Regions from separate parts of the Ovis aries genome. Here region 2 is linked to region 1. The links are chromatin contacts, called in public Hi-C maps. All regions are on one chromosome and are shown on one strand. Each heading gives the region's core, a stretch centred on a gene start, on an enhancer-like site or on the middle of the called end of the contact. The rest is flanking DNA. Distances are from core to core; before and after follow the strand shown.

What was found. Hi-C and Micro-C count contacts between places; a contact is called where the count stands out from the background.
Region 2: a Hi-C map of hypothalamus shows a contact between it and region 1, with 6 times the contacts expected there. The contact joins the promoter of LMOD3 here to the enhancer-like site in region 1. A contact is called at or near these places in 9 of 16 Hi-C or Micro-C datasets (hypothalamus, liver, mixed tissues and 5 more).

The regions. Positions count from the first base shown.
Region 1 is chr19:32,330,152-32,334,446 of ARS-UI_Ramb_v3.0, forward strand. All of the region lies in intron 4 of FRMD4B (FERM domain containing 4B), which reads left to right. Among named protein-coding and RNA genes, the nearest start is that of LMOD3, 150 kb to the right of the region's middle. Within about 2 kb of position 2,565, at least 14 of the 54 cell types and tissues checked have an H3K27ac peak or open chromatin away from gene starts, as enhancers often do. A contact at or near this core is called in hypothalamus, where this site is marked.
Region 2 is chr19:32,476,336-32,480,630 of ARS-UI_Ramb_v3.0, forward strand. It overlaps LMOD3 (leiomodin 3), which reads left to right and starts at 2,098. Exons shown (of 7, transcript XM_060402229.1): 1 at 2,098-2,272. It also overlaps the pseudogene LOC114109350.

The DNA.
Region 1 (4,295 bases), core at 1,315-3,814:
TAAGAAAACGTGTTACAGACACAAAATATATTGGCCAACCAGCCAGCATTCTTTGCATAACTCTCCCAGTTTAAATGCTTTTCTGTTCTTCAGGTTAACCAGGCAGAAAATAATCTCAAGAAGGGGTTAATTTGTTTTTAACACTGATTATATGCAGCCTGGACCTCTTGAAAATGCCAATGGGCTCAGGACTTGGGCAGGACAAAAACCAGACAGATGAGTTGTCAGAAGATGGAGAAGAAAAACCTTAAAACTTTGATTTCTGACTCAGGATGTTTCCTGAATAGAGTTCAACAAAGGGGAAACGTATGCTTCATATGGCCCACCTCATCTGAATCAGAAAATTATCTGTTCACTCAATTACAGTCTGAGACCTTTTCTGATCAGTCCTCTGCTGGATGAATTAGCAAATACAGATATCCAGTGAGCACAGGCTCTAGCTGGAAAGACAAGACCAGCTCATGTGGATCAGCAATTAAATATATACATACAGGCTGAGTTTGTATGTAATGGAATCATACCAAGCAATGTAAGACTTAAAACCATAAATACATGATGGCTGAGTTATATGATAAAAACCATAAGTACACAAACGCTATAATTTATGGAGAGATCACATAAAGTAGAGGCTAAAATCATGAGTATTAGAGTAATGTATCCATTTAACAGGTATTTCTTGAGTGCCAGTGAATGCCAGACATTGTTCTAGCTCCCAGGGATTCAGCCGTGAACATCACAGACATGATTCTTGCTCTCATGGCGTTTATGTTGCACTGATATATGGTCCCGCAGAACAAGTAAATAACAGATAAATGAGAAAAGACCAGAAATGACAAGTGCTTTGAAGAATGTGAAACAGGAGGCCTGGATCAAGAAAAACTAGAGGGTAAGGGAAATCAGTTTGAGAGTGAGTCAAGATGGCTTCTGAAAGGTGACGTATAATAAAAAACAAGAACCAATTCTGCAAAAGTCAGGGAGGCCATTCCCAACTAAAGCCAGTGGAAAAACTCTCAGGTGAGAATAAGATTGACTTTTTTTTTTTAATTTTGAGGGTTTTAAATTTTTTTTATTTTTGAGAAAGAAAAAGCCAGTTTGACTTGAATAGTAAGAGGCAAAGTGGTACAAGATAAGGTGGAGAGGGAGGTGGAGGTGGATGTCAGAGAAGCTTGGTATCTTAGACTGAAAATCTCTGACACTCATCTTTTCTCATCTGTACAGTGGACATAATAATAGCACCAAAATAACAAGTACTTTATAGGGTACATATAATAGGATCATGTGCGTGCATGCATGCTAAGTCATGTCTGGCTCTTTGCAACCCTATGGACAGTAGCCCGCCATGCTCCTCTGTCCGTGGGATTCTCTAGGCAACAATACTGGAATCGGGTGCCGTGCCCTCCTGCAGGGTATCTTCCCGACCCAGGAATCGAACCCGGCCTGAAAGGCCCCATAGTAGGGCCAAAGTATTGATTATATTAGAGCCTAGGCACACAATGAAAGGAAGCTGTCATCCTGTTGTTTATAGTCATGGCAGGCAGGTGTGCTCTGAAGGTGGCTACACGAGGGCTTGGGTGGGAGCCCACACAGGAGCGAAGACAAAAAGACCTTCAGTAGAGGGCAGAGGAGACAGGGCTCCAGGGAAGAGACATTTTGAGGGTCAGTACATGGACATAGTCATGGCCCAGTGGGGAAGAAACGGGCCTGAGTGTGGATTAAGGTATAAGAAGGGCTAACTCAAAGGTGAGCCCTGAGAGTCACGTAGATGGAGAAGACACGCTGGGGCCACTGAAGATTGTTTTGCAGGGAACTGACATGATTGATGACTGTGCTCTTGCAAATGTCCCAGGCTGCGAGGTTCGTGGTAGGCTGGAAAAAAGGGCTGGCAGGCATGGCAGGCTTTGGGGAATGCTCCAAGCTCAGGTGAGCATAACCAGAGGGGGCATAAATCAAGCGTTCAGGCTAGGACCTGCTCTTCAGAGAGGCGTATGTAATACGAATGACTTCCTTTGCCGACTTGGGCCACCTTCCACCTCATGTGCCTTGGGATGATCTCTTTTTAAATACTCTGTTGGAAAAAGAAAATGTCTCACTTAAGTGCCTCCTCTATCTATCGCCTTTGGTGAAAGAGGTCACTGGTTATAGCCTTTCCAAGAAGCCTGGCTCCAAAATGCCCTTTGCATACTCCCCTGCAAGTGACAACAGAGTCTGTTTTTGAATTATGATCAGTTTGGAAGGTGTCTTCTGACTCTAGCTGTGTTTATTTTTAGAAGAAGTATGAGCTCGGCTTTTGGAGCGTGGAGGGGGAATTGGCCATTTCTACCTTTCTGGGGAACAAGTCTGGAAAATTGCTTCTGTTGAAGGGTGTCTCCTTGGAATGTCTTGGTCACAGGCCTAGTTCTTTTTCTTTGTCTGGTAAATATTTTTGGAAAGTATTTTCTTTCAGCACTGCCCTCCCCCCCGCCCTCATAAAACCACTGAGTCGGATCCCTCCCAGGATGCTGAATGAATTGCATTTTCCAGCCTACATGCCACATCAGCTCTTTGCCTCCGGTGAACTTCTCCAAATGGAGTTAGGCACAGCCGAGGGGACATTTTGTCAATGAAACTAGCCACTGTCTCTATCCTACTCCACGGGCCAGGAAGAGAAATGGAAAAATGGAGTTGTGAGCTTACATAATTAAAGTAGTGACGGTGACCGACAAAAATTCATGATCCTGTTAAAGGGAGGGTTAGAGTTCCTGAGCTCAGGCTGAGTTCCTTCTGGTGTTCTGTGTGCAGAGTGAGTTTTTTACCCCTAGAGGGCAGTCACGACCCTCCTAAGGCAGCGCTCTGTTCCCCATAATGGTTCCCATCCCTTTCAACCCACTTAACTTTTCTTCCTTCCCTTGTTTGAAAGGATTTGCTGGATGAGCTTTGTTTATTATAAAATAATAAATAGGTTTCACAACACAACTGTGATTTTTGATCTCCGTTCCATCCAGTAGGCCAGAGATGATGGGCCTTTGACTGGTAAAATTCTAGCCTAAAAGGACAGATGGTTCAAAGTGGTCTCAGTTCAGTTCAGGTCAGTCGCTCAGTCATGTCTGACTCTTTGCAATCCCGTGGACTGCAGTATGCCAGGCCTCCCTGTCCATCGCCAACTCCCAAAGTATACTCAAACTCATGTCCATTGAGTCGGTGAAGCCATCCTGCCATCTCATCCAACCTCTGTTGTCCCCTTCTCCTCCCGCCTTCAACCTTTCCCAGCATCAGGGGATGCTTTTCAAATGAGTCAGTTCTTTGCATCAGGTGGCCAAAATACTGGAGTTTCAGCTTCAGCATCAGTCCTTCCGATGAACATTCAGGACTGATTTCCTTTAGGATGGACTGGTTGGATCTCCTTGCAGTCCAGGGGACTCTCAAGAGTCTTCTCCAACACCACACTTCAAAAGCATCAATTCTTTGGTGCTCAGCTTTCTTATAGTCCAACTCTCACATCCATACATGACTACTGGAAAAACCATACCTTTGACTAGACAGACCTTTGTTGGCAAAGCAATGTCTCTCCTTTTTAATATGCTGTCTAGATTGGTCATAACTTTTCTTCCAAGGAGCAAGCGTCTTTTAATATCATGGCTGCAGTCACCATCTATAGTGATTTTGGAGACCCCAAAAATAAAGTCTGTCATTGTTTCCATTATTTCCTCATCTATTTGCCATGAAGTGATAGGACCAGATGCCAAGATCTTAGTTTTCTGAATGTTGATTTTTTTTTTTTTTTTTTTGACCGTTGTTCAGGGCCTTTTATTGGGTGGTCGCTCTCGGGCAGAACTCCCGGGGCGGTTAAGCAGGGGAGCGACAGGGGTCTGCGAAGCAAAGGGAGTCAGTGGGGTCGGGTAAGCAGGGGAGCGAGGGGGGTCTGCGAAGCAAAGGGAGTCAGCGGGGTCTGAATGTTGATTTTTAAGCCAACTTTTTCACTCTCCTCTTGCACTTTCATCAAGAGGCTCTTTAGTTCTTCATTGATTTCTGCCATAGGGGTGGTATCATCTGCATATCTGAGGTTATTGATATTTCTCCCAGCAATCTTGATTCCAGCTTGTGCTTCACCCAGCCCAGCATTTCTCATGATGGTTTCCCTGGTGGCTCAGAGGATAAAGCATCTGCCTGCAATGCAGGAGACCCAGGTTCGATCCCTGGGTTGGGAAGATCCCCTGGAGAAGGAAATGGCAACCCATTCCAGTATTCTTGTGTGGAGAATCCCATGGACAGAGGAGCCTGACAGGCTACAGTCCACGGGATCGCAAAGAGTTGGACAC
Region 2 (4,295 bases), core at 848-3,347, 150 kb after region 1:
AGTAAATTAAATATATTGTCAGAAGTTATTTCTTCCAATAATGTTGCTGCATGCAGATGGAGAAGGGGAAAATATTTCAAGGCCAGCCTGAACTTTAAGTCGTATTTGAGGAATTAGGTTTTTAATAATGTAAGAGTGAATCATTATAGCACAACAATGGATTTTTAGGAAATTGCATGACTTGAACAACTATTTCAATTCCTAATGCGCACCCTACCTACCTTGTGAAAATTTTCTAGATCCCTCCCAGGTAAATGGATCCTTCCCAAAGCAATTCCTAACACTTCACACAACCCACTAATTTCCATGTTACTGATGTGTGTGTCTGTGTGTATGTACACGCACACATGCATACTTATGCTTTCTCCCCTCCCCACCTAGTCTGTGAGCTCTTAGAAATCAGGGACCATGTTTTATTTAAATATGAATTTAGAATCTAAATCAGCTTCTTGCCCAGCATGTGGTTGTGTAATTGCATAGTGTTTCCATGCTGTATTTGTTTTCCAGAGCTGCCGTAAACAGAGTCAGAAATTATGGACATGATCTGGTTTCTTTTAAGGTGCGTGAGGGGGAATCTCTCTCATATATCTCACCTAACTTCTGGGGGTTTGCTGGCAATCTTGGGCGTACCTTGGCTTGTAATAGAAGCATCACCTTGATCTCTGCCTCCACAGTTATGTGACATTTTCCCTGTGTGCACGTCCCACTGTCTAAATTTCCCTTTTTCATAAGGATACCAATCCCACTGGACTTCCCAAGTGGCTTAGTGGTAGAGAACCTGCCTGCTAATGTAGGAGACACAGGTTCGATCCCTGGGTCAGGAAGATCCCCTGGAAAAGGAAATGGCAACTCACTCCAGTATTCTTCTCCGGGAAATCCCATAGACAGAGGAGCCTGGTGGGCTACAATCCATGGGACACAAAAGAGTGGGGCACGACTTGCAACAAGACAACAATTCTGTTAGTTTAGGCCCCACCTTACCTTGCCTACATCTGTAAAGACCTAATTTCCAAGGAAGGTTACATTCTGAGATACCTAGATGGGGGTTAGGACTCCAACATCTGAAGAATATTTTTGAGGTTCAAATAACTTAAAATTATAGATTGACAGGCTCTAGTTGATTTAAAAATCTCTACTCAGCAAAGATTCTGAGGGAGGGGTAAATTCTGATTCAAAATTATCCTGAGTAGTTGGAGAAGGAAATGGCAACCAACTCCAGTATTCTTGCCTGGAGAATCCCATGGACGGAGGAGCCTGGTGAGCCACAGTCCACTGGGTGGCAAAGAGTTGGACACGACTGAGCAACTTCACTTTCACTTTCACTTAATAATATTAAAGTGAAGACTCCTCACTTAGATCTGACTACTGACATGTAGGAAAATAATATTGTTCAGCCTGGATCTAGTGAACCAGGCTCTGCGTTTGCACGATATCCTCAGCTGAGGCTTAGGCACATTCAAAGGTTACGTTGCACTATTAACATCCTCTCCTCCCAAACCTGAAGTTACAGTGATTGTTCAGAAGCCCCACACGCTCCCCTCTCTAGGGTTTCTGTACAGCGACTTCAACTAGACCCGTGTATGTTACATCCACCCAGGAAGCTTGAAACCAAGAGTTACTAATGCTTCAGTCCTACAATGGACCCACTAAATCTGAATATCTGAGGGTGAACCAAAAGTCCTCGTGCGTGCTAAATCGCTTCAGCCATGTCCGACTTTTTGTGACCCCATGGACTGCAGCCCACCAGGCTCCTCTGTCCATGGGATTCTCCAGGCAAGAATACTGGAGTGGGTAGCCATGCGCTCCTCCAGGGGATCTTCCCAATCCAGGGATCGAACCCAGGTCTCCCATATTGCAAGTGGATTCTTTACCGTGTGAGCCACCGGGAAGCCCAAGAATCCTGGAGTGGGTAGCTATTTCCTTCTCCAGCGGATTTTCACTATCCAGAGATTGGACACGCGTCTCTCAGGTCTCCTGCATTGGCAGGAGGTTTCTTTATCTCTAGCGCCACCTATCGGAGGGTGAACCAAAAGTCCTCAGGTGATCCTAATATGAAGCACGAGGCTTTAGACCCACGGAGCTGCACCTGGCCTCTCCACGCTCCTTCCCCTGGTCAGTGAATCTCTTCGTCCTTCCTCTGACGCCTGTCTGCAGAGAGGGAGCATTTTGGCCAGCTCCTTGGCCCTGGGAGTAGTCTTATCATGGTAGTTTCTACAAGCAAGGGTGCTGATAGAGAGTCCTGTCGTGGTCCCAGGTTTCTTGTGGAATTCAGGTACTGTTGGTGAACCTAAGCCCTATGCATGCCTGGGAACCTTGTGAATATGCAGTTCTGATCCAGGAGGTATGGGGTTGGGGGTCAGGGAGCCTACATTCCTAAGGTGTTCCCAGCGCGGGCCTGAGTTTCTTGTCGGTGGCTCACACTTTAAGTAACAAGGAGCCGGCATCTGAACCATCCCTTCCGACTGGGCTTTAACGTGCTATTGACAGCACGGGTGACCTTTGAACAACGTGCGGGTGAGGAGGGGTGCCAAGCTCCCTGTGTTTGAAAAACTTCATTTAAATCAGAGTTGGTCTTCCTCCATATATGTGGTTCCTTCATTTCTGCTGTTCCTCCGTATCCAGTTTTGTATCCAAAAATTTAACCGTGGGTCATGTAGTATTGTAGTATTTATTACTGGAAAAAAAAAATCCACAGGTAAGTGGATGCACACAATTGTTCAGGAATCAGCTGTCTGTGTACTTTGTCTCCTACAGAATGCCTCTGCCCTTTTCCTGAAGTTGGGTTTGTTATTTATTGAAGAAGCCATAAGACACAAGTGACCTAGCTGTTCTGTTTCTAGTGATTCATAAACACTAAGGTAGTGTCTATGTAGTGAATCTTCTGGATTCAGGTGACAGTGAGTCTTCTTTCTCTGGAAACTACTCCTTACATTCAAAGGGCACTCCAACCCCCAAGGCCAAATCTTAAAGTGGACAGAGCTCAGGGGCTCTAGAGCCTGGCAGTGTGGGTTCAAAGCCTGGCTCTGACACCTGCTAGCCATGTGACCTTGGGAAAGTCACTCGGCTTCTCTAAGCCTCCATTTTCTCCCCTCACTTCAAAGGGCTGATCTCCAGATTAAAGAAGATAAGATGTATAAAATGCATAGACAACAGCAGCCCAGAGTAAGCTCTCATTACGCACTAGCAGTGGTAATTTTGCTATTTCCTGACCTGATCCCTTAAGTATAGTTGATGGATCCAGGGGTGTGTCTGAGCCAGGCTAGAGCAATCACATCCCCTCTAGGAATTTGGAATTGGACAGTGAAAGCCTCAGAGAATGAATGCTGTCAAAATAGCAGCATTGAACATTGCTGCTCAAATGTTTGTCAGAGGATCAGTAGCATCAGTATCACCTGGGAGCATGTTACATGATACACAATCTCAGGCTCCTTCCCAGACCTACTGAATACAGGTGGATTTTTCACAAGGTGAACATTTCAGTTTGAGACACACTAGGAGAAACGTTTACTATCTCCTTGGAAGGCATCCATCATGAGCTTTGTTTCTTCAAACCTGCAGCAATACCAATGCAGATTTTTATCAAATTGTTCAGTCGCTCAGTTGTGTCTCACTCTTTGTGTCCCCATGGACTGCAACACACCAGGCTTCCCTGTCCTTCACCATCTCCCGAAGTTTGTTCAAACTCATGTCTATCGAGTCGGTAATACTATCCAACCATCTTATCCTCTGTCGTCCCCTTCTCCTGCCTTCAATCTTTCCAGCCTCAGGGTCTTTTCCAATGAGTTGGCTGTTCACATCTGGTGGCCAAAGTATTGGAGCTTCAGCATCAGTCCTTCCAATGACTATTCAGAGTTGATTTTCTTTAGGATTTTAGGTTGTATTGTATTGAGTGTGACCAGCTAATGCCTTGTCTTTTTTTTTTTTTACATTAAAAAAAATACTTATATTTCTGGCTAAGACCCATTTTAGCTCCATCTTCGTTGCTGTGTGTGGGCTTTCTCTGGTTGCAATACGCTGGCTTCTCCTTGTACTGCTTTCTGTTGTTGCAGAGCACAGATTTTAGATGCTGGGGCTTCAGTAGCTGCAGCACAAGGGCCCTAGAGGGCGGGCTTAGTAGTTGTGGCACACGGTCTTAGAGGAATCTTTCTGGACCAGGGATTGAGCCCATGTCCCCCGGATTGGCAGGCAGTTTCTTCAATCACTGGGCCACCACGGAAGTCCTGCTTCATCTTTTATAAGTTTGGGCTAGCTGTAGTTACTTTCTGATTCTTGAGTCAGCAGTCTCAATAGCACTG